Regions from separate parts of the Mus musculus genome. Here regions 1 and 3 are each linked to region 2. The links are chromatin contacts, called in public promoter capture Hi-C maps. All regions are on one chromosome and are shown on one strand. The core of a region is the stretch at or near the end of the contact, and the rest is flanking DNA. Distances in the headings are between cores, read along the strand shown. Region 1 holds the start of Clptm1l (CLPTM1-like). Region 2 holds the start of Tppp (tubulin polymerization promoting protein). Region 3 holds the start of Ahrr (aryl-hydrocarbon receptor repressor).

Region 1 (4,291 bases), core at 691-3,190, 410 kb before region 2:
TGTCCCCACCTGTTCAGACGAAGCCAGTGTCCCCGTGATTCCTCCCAAGCTCTGTGCTAGGAGGTTTAGTGTCAGTCTGACACAAGTTGAAAGTCTTTTGGGAAGAGGGAACCTCAACTGAGAAAATGTCCCCACCAGATTGGTCTGTGGTACATCTTCTTGATTGATGACTAATGTGGCAGTGCCACCCGTGGGCTGTTGATCCTGGGTGCTATAGAAAAACAAGCTGAGCAAGCCATGGGAGTAAACTAGTAAGCAGCATTCCTCCATGGCTTCTGCTTCAGAACCTTCCTTGATATCCTTTAGTGATGTGGATACATAAGCATAATAAACCCTTTCCTCTCCAAATTTCTTTCAGTTATGGTGTTCATCGAAGCAATAGAAACCCTAAGATACCCTCATGCTGAAATAGGTGCTCCATTTCTGAAACCTTCTATTTAAAAGCACCATTTTTAGAAAATGCCCAATCACACTTCTGATTACACGTGTGAGAAACATGAGAATGCCGTTTTGAGAACAATGAGCTCCAAAACTTAAGTTTCTGAGGCCACCATAGAGTAAGGAGCTGGTCACTAATGAAAAGCACCAACAGCCAACAAGCTTCTGAAAACAGGAAATATCATTTTTTGCTTGATCTCTGCAGGCCATCGTCCTGGGCTGTCACAGCACTGGCCACTTCACTCTAGAAACTGTGTATACCCTAAACCAAGAAATATTTAAGAAGATTAAAATGAAGGCCAGAAGAACCTGATACTCTGTTATTCTTGCAGAGAGGAGCCTAGCATAACTGTCCTCTTAAGAGGCTCTACCCAGCAGCTGACTGAAACAGATACAGAGACCCACAGCTAAACATTAGACAGAGCTTGGGGAGTCTTATAGAAAAGTTGGAGCAAGAATTGAGATCTGGGGGGGACAGGAGTCCACAAGACCAACAGAGTCAACTAACCTGGGCCCTTGGGGGTCTCCCAAAGACTAAACCACCAACCAAAGAGCATACATGGACTGGACCTACACCCCACCCCAACACATATATAGCAGATGTGCAGCTTGGTCTTCATTCAAGTTCCCCAACAAATGGACCCGGGTCTGTCCCAGTGTTGCCTACCTGTGGATCCCGTTCCCCTAACTAGGCTGCCTTGTCTGGCCTCAGTGGGAGAGAATGTGGCCAGTCCTGCAGTGACTTGATGTGCCAGGGGTGGGTTGGTACCCAGTGGAGCCTCCCCTTCTCAGAGAAGGGGAGAGGGAGTAGGGAAGAGAGTAGGGGCTGGCATCAGGACGTAAAGTGAACAATTAATGGACTCCGATGGTTTATCTGAGTGGCCTACCCCCTTCTGAGATGAGAAGGGGAGAGGGGACAGGGGAGAGGATAAGAGGAGAGTAGGGGCTGACATCGGGATGTAAAGTGAATAAATAAATTTAAGAACCCAGATGGTTTTATCTGAATGAGTAATGGGAAGTCCGGGAAAAAGATCTTCTTGAGATATAACCTACCTTTGCATGTTAGCCAGGATTAAGATTTATATTACCGCAAAGGAACTTATTCTTCTGACAAAAGGGGCAAGTGACCTGTAAAAACTCTTTTTGACCTTTTCTGGCCATCTTGAACTGCATGTTATCAACACAGTAACCTCACACCCGAGAAATCGGTATTTGAGTTTCCTGAGTCTCCTCCGTGTTTTCTTAACTTTTGGACGCTCCCCTAGACTTTGAAGAGCCAGGATCAGGGTCGTCCCCGCCATCATCCTGGGGCGCCGCCGTAAGGCTGCACAGGGCCTTAAGAAGAGCAACGCAAAGAAAAAATTTCCAAGAACCGGGTGCCGCCAAGGTTGGTGGCGGACCTGGGCTCCCACAGGCATGCCGGGAGTACGGCGCAAGAGGCTGACGTCACGCGCGCGCGCCGGTCGTGCGGTCGTCGTGAGGTTGCGAGTGCGTGGCGGAGCGTCTGGCTCCCAGAGGGCCGTGCGCGTCCACTTCCGCCAGCTGCTCGGTTCCCGGAAGCGGTGGCCGGCAAATCCGGCCAATCCCCCAGCGCCGGGTGTGGGTTATCGGGAGCATGCGGGGCGGCCGGCGGCCCGCGCGAGGCGCGTTGGTTTCCCCGCGGCGGTGGCGGTGGCGCGCAGCGGCTCTCCCGTGAGCGGCGGGCGGCGGCGGCGCTCGGCCCGCAGGTTGCGGCGCCATGTGGAGCGGCCGCAGCTCTTTTACCAGCTTGGTGGTGGGCGTGTTCCTGGTGTACGTGGTGCATACCTGCTGGGTCATGTACGGTATCGTCTATACCCGTCCGTGCTCGGGTGACTCCAACTGCATCCAGCCCTATCTGGCCCTGCGGCCCAAACTGCAGGTGAGCGTCCGGGAGCCCTAAGAAGGCGCCTCCCGGCCGGGTGCTACCACCCACCCCCTACTGGCACTGGTCAGAGGGTTTCGGGCTACCAGTTTTGCCCCTTATCACTGATGTCACTGTCCAATGTTCTGGTTAGGTGGCAGTGAGAGCTGGAGTTGAGACTTCTCTGTTCTCTGCTGCTCTCTTGTTACCCCTTGGTGCTCTGCCCTACCCCGATTATAACTGAGATCCAGTTGCCCTACACGTGTTTCCTAACGGGACCCCAGTGGAAGTTAACAGGAGATCTCCAGCCATATGGGAGTCAGGCTGCTAGCTCTGCCCTCTTATCACCTGTGTCACTTCCTGCTTCTAGTGGGAATTCCGGACAGGTCAGCTCTACAGTTAGGTTCCTTGTTCACAGCAGTGTCACACAGGCCATCTTGCCCAAGCTCACCCTCTGAGAGGTAGCCCTCAGATTGCTACCCTCTCACAATAGTTACATGTTTTCTATCAGGACCTTTTGGCTATTCATTCTTGCTCACTCTTTCCAGCTGAGTGTTTACACCACCACACGGTCCAGCCTTGGTGCAGAGAACAATGTGGACCTGATCTTGAACGTGGAAGACTTTGATGTGGATTCCAAATTTGAAAGGTGTGGATGTGGGACAGATTGCCAGAGATGGGTTCCAGGATGTCATGGATAGCATTGTATGTAGAGTGAGGACATCCTATAGAAGCACTCCTGTCTAGGGTCTGTGTAAACAGTCAAGCTGAAAGTAACAGGTGTTTGTCACTTAGCAAGTAGCTTTTACTGCAATCTAAGGGCAGCGTGGTTTACTACAGCCCATGTAGTCTCCCAAGGAATGATACATTGGCCTACCTAGTAAGAGTAGTTAGTTCACTTGTTACTTACAAGTAAGTGACCTTTGGCATTAGAATATAAATCTCAATGCTCAGCTATATACAGTAACTTTTGGGAATTAACATGGCTTAGCATTTGACATATGATTTTAACGTGCAAAAGTTCAAATAAAATTTGTAAAATTGCTCATCCAATCAAGATCCTGTACTGCCCAACAGGTATCAAGCTCACTAGCCAACCAGTCTTTAGCTCCCACCCAGTGCATCACTGTCCATGCCTATTAGCCTGTGGCCCTAGGGTAGTTATTAACTACCCATGCCCATCCTCTTGAAATGGAGGTTGGACGTCCTGGTGCCATTCACTAGTTTTATAGGGGCAAATCCCGCCTCCTATTCATCACCCTGTGCCAGGATAGATAGTGAAACATTCATTTTAGAGCCTGGAAGAAGTTGAAGAAGCATGAGTGGTCCTGGTCCTGAGCTCCACGTCTGTTTGTACCCGCCAGAAACACCACAGCAGAATAGTCCGTAGAGACAGCACCTGTGTATTCAGAGCCCTCTTAGTTCCCCAGTGGAAACAACTCTTTTTAGAAGCTTTAGAGGAGTCTACACCCTGTGTGCTTCTGTAGCAGTTCCCACCATGCCTTTTAAAGCAAATTGTAGTCTGAGGCTCTAACAGAGGTGGGGAGTGTTGTAACTTTCATAGTGCTTAGGACACAGTAGTGTTCTGACGTCAGTAAAGTCACAAGGCAGGTGGGTTTCATTTTTAGCAGTTCTGAACTAAAATTAGATTGTGTAAATCTAAAGTGATGATTAGCTGACATGTGTATAAACTATGTAAAACAGGATGGTGGTGCACACCTTTAATCCCAGCTCCTTGGGAAGCTGGGGCAGGAAGAACTTGAGTTTGAGGACTGTCTGGGCTATGTACTAAGCATGGAACCTAAACATATGCATGTTTAAAATGACTCTTCTGTTTTAGGACAGTTAATGTTTCTGTACCAAAGAAAACAAGAAACAATGGGACGCTGTATGCATATATTTTCCTACATCATGCTGGGATTCTACCCTGGCAAGATGGGAAACAGGTACATGTGGTCAGTACTCTGACTA
Region 2 (4,453 bases), core at 296-2,795:
GAAATCTAACTTACCCATCTGGTTTCCGAGGGCACCCAGCATGCAAATGGCGCACATACTTTCAAACAGGCATATGCACACACAATAAATAAAAATAAAATTTAACGATAAAGTCACCATTTCGAAACATGCTAATAGAAACATAAACATGTATTTCAGCTTTCAGAACTTCATTTACATTGTTGATTTTCAGAGAATGGGAGGTTTCTTAGTTAGGGTTTTACTGCTGTGAACAGACACCATGACCAAGGCAAATCTTATAAAGGACACATTTAATTGGGGTTGGTTTACAGGTTCTGAGGTTCAGTCCATTATCATCAAGGTGGGAGCATGGCAGCATCCAGGCAGGCATGGTGCAAGAGGAGCTGAGAGTTCTACATCTTCATCTGAAGGCTGCTACTCACTTCCAGGCAGCTAGGGTGAGGGTCTTAAGTCCATGCCCACAGTGACACACCTACTCCAACCAGGTCACACCTACTCCAACAAGGCCACACCTCCAAATAGTGCCACTTCTTGGGCCAAGCATATACAAACCATCACAGCAGGACTTGGGGCTTTGTGGGACATAAGGCAAGTGGCCAAGCCAAGACCCTATAAAAAAGGAGAGAGTCTGGGTCTGGTTCTCCATTCCTTATAGTCCCACAGTCCTGAACTCACATGGCTTCCATGGTGAGTGGGAATTCTCGGGAGAGCAAGAATTAGAAGTAACTTTTTAGTCATTTTTGAGTAGCCGAAGAAAGCAGAGAGTCCGGGGGATCTGAGGGTCAGAGACTACCATGGGGAGGGGTAATTTGCTCCAAGTGCTCAGGTGGGCCCCATTTCTGAAGTTTCAAAACAAGGTTTCCTCAAGCATGAGTTAATTTGTCAGACACTCAGAAAATTCCCCAACACACACTCACTCACACACACACACACACACACACACACACACACACACACACTTACTCAGTGGGTGACTTGGTTAGAGTCTGAGACAGAACCTGGAGGACTGAAGAGTCTATTGAACCAAATCTTCCAGCCCCATTGCCTCCTTGCTAACCCCATAATCTTCTTCAGAGCCACCAGTGCGACCCTGACCTCACCACAGAGTCAGCGGGGTGGAGATCCCGTGGCAAGCGTCCCTAGAAGGAAGGAAAATCAGCAGAGACTCTAAGGATCCTTTTCGTGCAGGTAACCCGAGTGGCCAGCATCTCACCACGCACATCAAGCTCTCCAGGCAGGTAGGGATCAGCAACGGGTTGTGCGCAGTGTAGTCTGCGACTGCGCCACCAGCCTCAGCTTCCCTACTTGCGACTGGCCGCACGCCCGGGGCCCCAGGGCCAGGTGTGCCCTAGTCGCTCTTCCCCAACCTCAGCCCGGTTCCCACGCTCCACAGCTCCACAGCGACCGCACCCTGGGTCGAGCGGCGTCCATAGGCTGGCTGTGCCTGTGGCAGCCTTGTAAGGCAGTGGCTGCCTCGGGTGTCAGTGCGCTGCGCTCCTGCTGGGAGGGGCCTTAGTGCGCGCCTAGGCGGAGCGGGAGGAGGAGGGGCATGTGGGCGGTGCCGGAGGGCGGGGCCCGGCGGACAGCTCTGAGAGCTCGGCGCCCCTGGGCGCGCGTCTAGTCGCTGAGGCGCAGCAGTGGACGCGTTTTGGAGGTAAGCTTGCGCTGGGCGCTGTCCGTGGTCCGAGGCGCGGTTCTGGGGCCAAGGCTCGGGACCCCTCCGGTCCGTGAGGCTGGCCACCTGTCACTCTCTGCAGTGGCTAGATCAGGTCTAGTTGCTGAAGCAACTAGTTCCTTTGAGATCTCAGAGCAGTGGTGTCAAGAATGGGTATGCGTTTACACTGAGCCAGGCGCATTGCGTCGGCACTTGATACGGTGGACAGAAAACACCCCACGGCTCCCCACCAGACCAAGGTGCCAGGCCTCGTGCCAGCGACCCGGGTCGCTGCTCGTGGAACCTGGTGGAAAACGGGGTAAAGAGAAGCCACCGCCCGGAGCTGTGCATACCGGAGCTGGAGCTGCCGGGGGTTCATGGGTCCAGAATCCTGAGCGCGCGTTGCGTCCTGCAGGTGACAGCGCCAGTTCTCTATGTCACCCTCCTTTCGAGCCTGCATCTCTCATTCGAGATGGCGAGGGTTTTGTCAGGGTCGCATGTTGAATGCCCACGTTTGCGCGAAGGAGAGGGAGGACTCGACCCTTGCTCGGCGGTTTCGGTTATGTAAACGAGGCCTTGAACTAGGTGAGGAAGACGAGTAGTACCCTTTGTGGCGCAGCTTTGGACAGGCTGTGTCCTGGTGATTGGTCCTGTGCGTGTCCTGGGGCGAATGGAGGCGTTCGGCCCAGAGCCCACTTGCGTATCTGGGCTCCCTTGGCCGTGTAGGTGGCTTTCTTAGGCGGCGCGAGCTCTCCACGACTGGAGCAATGTTGTGTGTGTTTGGGGGAGCGGGGGAGAGTTGGGTGGGGGGCGCGAAACCCTGCTTGTCTTTAGCTGGATTCTCTGGCGGCCGGCTGCTGTTTCTGCTCGCGTGCCAGCCCCTCTCCCGTCACGTGACCCTGAAGGACTGGCGAGGGGGAGGGGCACAATCTGAGCGTCTCTAAAGGACTCCTCTATTCAGAAAAGCTCCTGATTACCACCGGGACTCGCCATTAGAAAAGGTGCCCTATTCAAGTGGCGTATTTGAATAGACAGCTTTGAGAATCCCTGTCTTAACCGATGGTGAAGTGAGGGCGACCTGCGCAGCTGCACGTTTTCCTCTTGGTGCTCCTTGGGTCCGCCTTCTCCATTTCTTGAGGTTGTGGTACATGGCTATTTTAACTATCATCTAAGGTTTTGGAAATTTTTATAAGCATTAGAAAATTCCGTTTAAGAACACTGAAACCAGACATGAGGGGTGGAGGCTTGGGAGAAGTCTGCAGAATGGGGCCCTGCAGACAGCTCTGCTGAGCTTCAGGGAGGATGAGACCCAGCTTCCTCAGCAGGGCCTGCTGTCCTATTTATAGTGCACGACTGAAGGAGGAGCCTGTAGGAGGTGTGATTTCAGTTTTGCCAGGGAAGGGAACCTTACAGCCTTGTCCATCCCATCTCCCTCGCCCAGGAAGGCTGTGTGCCCAGAGACCCCCCATGCAGGAGAATGGAGCTTACCACTTCCTCCTGAAAGGAAGAGTTGGAGCTGCTCAGCCACAGCCAGGGTTCAGACATGGCTTCCAGTCCCTAACACCCTCATGGGGGCTCCTAGTGCCGATTCAACCTGGAAAGACCAGTTTCTTCATAGAGAAGGGTCACAGTGTTGCTACCTCAGCATTCTCTATTTATGGCCAGGACTTTTCCTGTCCACAGCATCTCCCTACCTATACCACCTCCCAATCAAAATAGCCCCACCCATGACAGTTCCACATATGACCCGCAGGAGTCTCTTTATGGCATCCTTCACCAATGGCATCACTCTGAGCATTTCCCACCTACGGTAGCTCCTCGAAGACCTACAGCATCCACCCATAGTACCCTCAGATCTGTTCTCTATCTTACCTCTGCAGCCCTTGGAAAGCCTTTCCGTAGTGTCTTTGTCCAAGGCAGGAATAGAATGGAGCAGCCCTGCTGGGGTCCCAGAGGGTGTGGTTTCTGTGAACTGAAGCCTGCACTTGTGTGCCCCACAAATGGTTTACTGTTATCAGGGAAAACTCCATGGACAGAATGACTTTTCCTGATGAAGAATGAGACCTCTTTGGACCCAAGGTCTCCGTAACGGTACAATGATGTAACTTAGCTTTAAGTCATGGTTTGATGTCTAAATGCCCAAATGTAAGGGTTTCTTTGGTCTCTTTCAGGCAAGTATGAGGGGGGTTGGTTCATGAAGTAGCTCAGGCTCCTTCGCCACCTACCAGGCTTTAGTGAGCTCTGCCAGATGGCTGGCCCCTGAAGATCCCTCCCATAGCGACCCTGCTTCAGTACTGTAATTTCCGTTTCCTCCTGGCAACCATCCCCACTGCCCTCTGTCCTGTGGTGGAAAGTGTGGGCTGGAAGAGTCCTGACAATTTCACCTCATGAACATCATCCTTGAACACTGGCTTAGCTCTTGCCTGTAGTTTTGACCTTTACACATGTGAAATCACACAGCTGCTATTCTATTAGACTATCTTCTTTGACCAGTCTTGGTCTGAGCAGACTCATCCATGGCTCTAGTGTTCTACCTTTCTGTTCTGCTGTCAGCTGTCTTTGCCTCCCTCTTGGGGGATTGAGAATACAGCTCCCTTGGACTCTCCTATCAACCGAAAGGCTGGGCCTCAGGTCATGTGCACTGAACCAGAGGTGCTGCTTTCTAGAGTGTCCCACCAGTTCCCTTCCCCACTTGGTGTTCTGTGTTCTGCATTCCACATTTGCCTCAGACAGACTTAAATGTCCCCACCTGGCTAGGTGTGTCTGGTATCTGCTTTGGAGTTGTCTGCCCTTTCCTGGTTATACTGTGAAGCTTGG
Region 3 (4,439 bases), core at 476-2,975, 280 kb after region 2:
AAGACTGATTGGGGAGACCCTCCACACAGAGATTCTAGTAGTCAAAGAGGAGCCATGGGCCTATGGGCAACAAACATGTGAGTGATCTTCATAGGAAAACCCTATGCTGACAGCAGGGCCTGACCTCTGTGGCCTATGGATCTTCTACTCACTGAGACATGAGCTGACCAAATTTCTCAAGTGAAAGTAACAACTGTTTGTCATATATAACAAATAAGTAGAAAGTAGAAACAGAAAGCAGTCCCTTGTGTGCTTGTTAGCAACATTCTAGTCTTCTTTCCAGTCTTGCATCCATGATAACCCTGAGGCCATGTTGGGTTACTGGGAACACAAGGTAGAAAGAATATACTAGTTCTGAACACAAATACTGCCAGTTCTGCACAGACACAGTCAAATGGTCTATTACAATATCATCAGATGGTTGGCAATAGACACCTCACAGGGCTGCTGGATTAGCTCAGTAGGTATCCTAGTCTGGAATAATCAGCACTTGGCCATGCCCCTGCTCATGAAAAAAGACAGCCACTGCTCACTGCGTCAGGGTCTCATACCAAGGCAGGCCACTCCCCATGATGGGCAAAAGTGAACCAGACTCTGAGGCCTAGAGTGTCTCCTACTATGAGTTCCTTGATCAGGCTAGGAGAAGTTAAATTACACTGTACAGTACCCCCAAGCTCTGGGGTATCACCCAAGGTGTACACATAAGCTTCTCCTAGAGTTGAGCCTCTAAGTTTAGCTGGATACAGTCCTGAGGAGCCAAGTTACACCTCGCACCCCGGACAAGGGTAGCCAAAGTGAGAAAGATCTCATGAATCCAAACCGTAGAAACAGCTGCAAAAAATAGACCTTTTGGAGGGTGGGGGGACCCTTGTACTAGAACTGTGCAAAGCCTGAACCTCCTTCCAGGAGAAGCCCCGGGAGGGGAACGAGAGTTGTCCCCAATAGAGAGAGCTCTCCAACTGGGACTGGGGAAGCAACACAAGGCCGAGGACTCCAGGGTTTGTACCACTAAGATTTTCAGCAACACCAGGGTCCTGTCTCTTTCTGAAAGAAGCCATACACCGTAATTTTCTGCTTCTCAAAATTGGAGAAGGCAAATATTTCTGGTGCCACTAATTGGACAATTCCCGGAATGGTGGAAGTCCCTCCAAAGCGTGAATCCCTTGTTACTGCCCTCTGATCTCCATGAAAGGGCTTGCTACTGCGCCACTTTCGCTGGCTGTGCCCGTGGTGCTCCAGTCCCAGGGATAGCTAAGGCGGCCTGTGAGGAGCCCCCTTGCCATCATCTGCAAAAAACTTCTAAAAGACATTAGGTCCAAGGCAAAAGGACTCTCCAATGCGGGACAGGTATTCCCTGGCTCATTTTCGGGAGTGAAGGAGTTTGGGGACAGGATACCCAAGTCAAGAGAAAACTGACTCCTCAAAACTGAAGAACCTGACTGGCTTCCCTCAAAGGTCTGATGCCAAGAGAGAAGCCCCTGGAGTGCCCATCACTTTCAGCAATTCTGGACCCTCCAGATGCAAAAATGTGTAGCAGAAGGGGCCCCAGACCAAGCTGGACAATCTCAGAGTGGCTACAGCAGAGGCAAAGACCAGAGAGCCCCGTGAAGTCCAAGAGTACTTACCCGGGGCAGGCGGGGCGCAGAAGATCGGGCGCGCCCGCTGAGGGAGCCGCGGAGGCCAGGAGCTGTCAGCTCTCTCATCTCTGGGACCTGGCCTCAGACTAGAGAAGGAAAGCCCCACCCCAGCACGCGAGCCGCCCCGCCCGAAGCGGCAGACGCAAGGGAAAAGCGGCAGAGGGCGCACGCACATCCTTGTCCCTGCCTGCCACGCGCCCTTTCAATATTTAGGGTCCCCGGGTCTGAGTGCCTGGATAGGGTGTCACCGCTTGCTCTTCGGGTACCCGTGATCTTTGTGCCTAAATATGTTTTTACCCGGGCCTTTGGAGATCCCAGAGCAAGCCTCCAGTTTGTGCACCAAATCCCACCTGGTCCTAAGAAAATCCAGGGAGTCCTTCCTTTTGCGGAGCTGTGGGTTGGGGCCCCTTGGCCCCTGGGGCCAGAGAATGAGATCAGAATAGGTAACCAAGACTTAGCGTGTTCCTCCTTTCTTGCGCTATAGAGTTGTTTGGAAAATAAAAAAGATTAAAGATACAGTATGTTTATACTTTGCAAAGCATAAAGTATTAGTTTGCTACTTTCTGACACAGAATTTACCAAGAATGAGAAATATTAGGTACATTGGGGTCTTTCAGGGGACATTCTCGTCTAAGCTTTTCAGGACACCACATGGTGGATAGGCTCAGCCCTAAACATACCTATTCGGCTGTCCCGCCTGGCCTAGGCATCGTGACTCTTACTAACAAGCACAAGGTTCAGAGACTCCTGGAATCTCTGAAGTTCTTCGTGTGGGCAGTCTGCTCTCCATGTCCCACCCCTCATCCAGTCCCTCCCACCTTCCACCTAGGCACCCAGTCCTGATTTTGACCCTGCCCACGTTTCAGGCTCTTGGGAAGCACCCGAGTATCACACTGTCCATTGGCTAGGGTTCCTCCAAAGTACCCTTGCTTGCTTCTGCTCCTTAGATTTGAACTGGCTGTTTGTTCTGAAGGCATTCTCTTCCCTACAAGGGAACAAGGGACCAGCCCTGGGATCTCAGAAGTAAAAGGTACTTTGCCTCTTCTGTGCACAGCTCTGAACGTGAACAACTAGTTCGCGAGTTTTGTCAGAGAATCTGGAAACATAAGGGCAGTTCTGTTCTCTATTTTGTAAACAACTCTGCGTGGCAGACAACAGAGGCTCAGCAATAATGGTTGGATAAATGTATTTATATTGGGTTTTTGTATCAGACAACGTGCACCTACACTACCATGTTTTTTGTTTATTTTTGGTTTTGTTTGTTTGCTTGCTTGTTTGTTTCTAGATAGAGTTTCTCAGTGTAACTCTGGCTTTCCTAGAACTCAGAGATCCACCTGCCTGTCTCCTGAGTGTTGGGATTAAAGGCGTGTGCCGTCACCACCTGGCTCACTACCACAGTTTTTTTAAAAAAAATGATTAATTGTATTTTAATCTGTTTTTTTTTTAATGTAAACTATGCCTAGAAAAACTTGGTCTGTTAGAACTGAAGTTATTGTAAATTTGTTTTTAATTTTCATAGTTTGTGATTCTTGTGTATCTCTCAAACACCATCACTGCAGTGATAATGAGGTGGTGATGGTATCTGAGAGAGGTTCTGCTCTGCATAACCTGGTGATGGGGGGGGGGCACTGGCATCTATAGGTACCCTAAGAATTTGGGCTTTGCTGTCCCTTTCAGGACCTTTGGGTCTTTCTAGAAAGAGCTTGCACTCCCTCCTCCACTCTGCCACTTAAGACAAATAAAAGTCCCCCCACACTTACTTTGTCCCCTCAGAATCAATGGGAATGGGATACTTCCACTATTGATTCCTGGACTGCAGGGCAGTGGAGGATTGCTCTACCCAAACACAGCAAGAAACTTGGTCCTTGATACCTTCAGAGGTATAGGTCGCCAATTTCGGTTGCTCCTCATCTTTTTCTCACAGTCTCAAGTCTCTGTAGAAATGACCCTTCCAGAGGAAATACCACCTCTAAATCCTGAGGACCCAGCAGGCAGAGCACTCCATGTTAGGAGCCCCAACTCTTAAGGTATTTCACACTAACATGGCTCTGGCCTCCTCAGCAGTGTTTCCTGGACTATCCTGCACTTGCAACTTCCATTCATATAGCTGTCCAGGGTCCCTGCATACTCTACAGATATGATCACCCGCCCATCACTAAAATGGTTAAAATTCAAATGACACCCCCCACACACACACACAGCCTTTCATTTGGACTACTTGCTGTCCTCTATTCTGCATGTGAGGAATTGAGTACTGCTGAGGGCTTGGGAAATTCAAAGAATGCCAGGTACCACAGCCAGCCCTAGGAACTCTGCTCTGGATGTGGCAGTTCCAGAAAGCTGCTGCCACACCACCCAGATTAGGGCCACTGGAAGGTACCTAAGGCCAGATTCAGCTCCTAGACCTGACAGAGGCATCTGGAAGTGCAGAAGGATTAAACCGCTTTCTTTATAGCTGGGCTTCTTTGATATGACTTCAACTACTCCTGGCCTCTCCCATTCATGTCTTTCTGAACTGGGCAGAGAGGAATGTGCTGTACACTTTGTGAAGGTTTGAATGAAACCGGCTCCCATAGACTCATATATTTGAACGCTTGGTTCAATGTTGGCAGAATGGCTTGGGAAGGATTAGGAGGTATGGCCTTGTTGGAGAAGGTGTGCCAGCTGGGGCTTTGAGGTTTCAAAAACGTTATTACCAACTAGCTTTTTCTCTCTCTGCCTTTACCTTCTGCAAGATGTAAGCTCTCAGCTACTGCTCTAGTGTTATGCCCTGCCTGCCTGTTGCCATGCTTTCTGCCATGA

Evidence for each region. Promoter capture Hi-C pulls out the DNA fragments that hold promoters and counts their contacts.
Region 1: a contact with region 2 is called in a promoter capture Hi-C map of pre-B cells. The contact joins the promoter of Clptm1l here to the promoter of Tppp in region 2. A contact is called at or near these places in 5 of 39 promoter capture datasets (the C10 cell line, cranial neural crest, liver and 2 more), 1 of 484 Hi-C or Micro-C datasets (embryonic stem cells) and 1 of 9 other capture datasets (adipose tissue).
Region 3: a contact with region 2 is called in a promoter capture Hi-C map of embryonic stem cells, with 7 times the contacts expected there. The contact joins the promoter of Ahrr here to the promoter of Tppp in region 2. A contact is called at or near these places in 15 of 39 promoter capture datasets (the 3T3-L1 cell line, 3T3-L1-derived adipocytes, the C10 cell line and 10 more), 1 of 15 datasets of contacts at CTCF or cohesin (embryonic stem cells), 3 of 484 Hi-C or Micro-C datasets (bone marrow, cortical neurons and embryonic stem cells), 3 of 115 datasets of contacts at active chromatin or transcription factors (pancreatic cancer cells, pro-B cells and stem cell-derived neural progenitor cells) and 1 of 9 other capture datasets (adipose tissue).

The regions. Positions count from the first base shown.
Region 1 is chr13:73,602,062-73,606,352 of GRCm38.p6, forward strand. Clptm1l (CLPTM1-like) reads left to right here and starts at 1,941. Exons shown (of 17, transcript NM_146047.2): 1 at 1,941-2,338; 2 at 2,869-2,969; 3 at 4,161-4,291. The coding sequence starts at 2,177.
Region 2 is chr13:74,007,874-74,012,326 of GRCm38.p6, forward strand. It overlaps Tppp (tubulin polymerization promoting protein), which reads left to right and starts at 1,546. Exons shown (of 4, transcript NM_182839.2): 1 at 1,546-1,636. It overlaps Gm15912 (predicted gene 15912), which reads right to left and starts at 1,481. Exons shown (of 3, transcript NR_168519.1): 1 at 1,203-1,481; 2 at 946-1,121; 3 at 256-591.
Region 3 is chr13:74,290,606-74,295,044 of GRCm38.p6, forward strand. Ahrr (aryl-hydrocarbon receptor repressor) reads right to left here and starts at 1,726. Exons shown (of 11, transcript NM_009644.3): 1 at 1,626-1,726.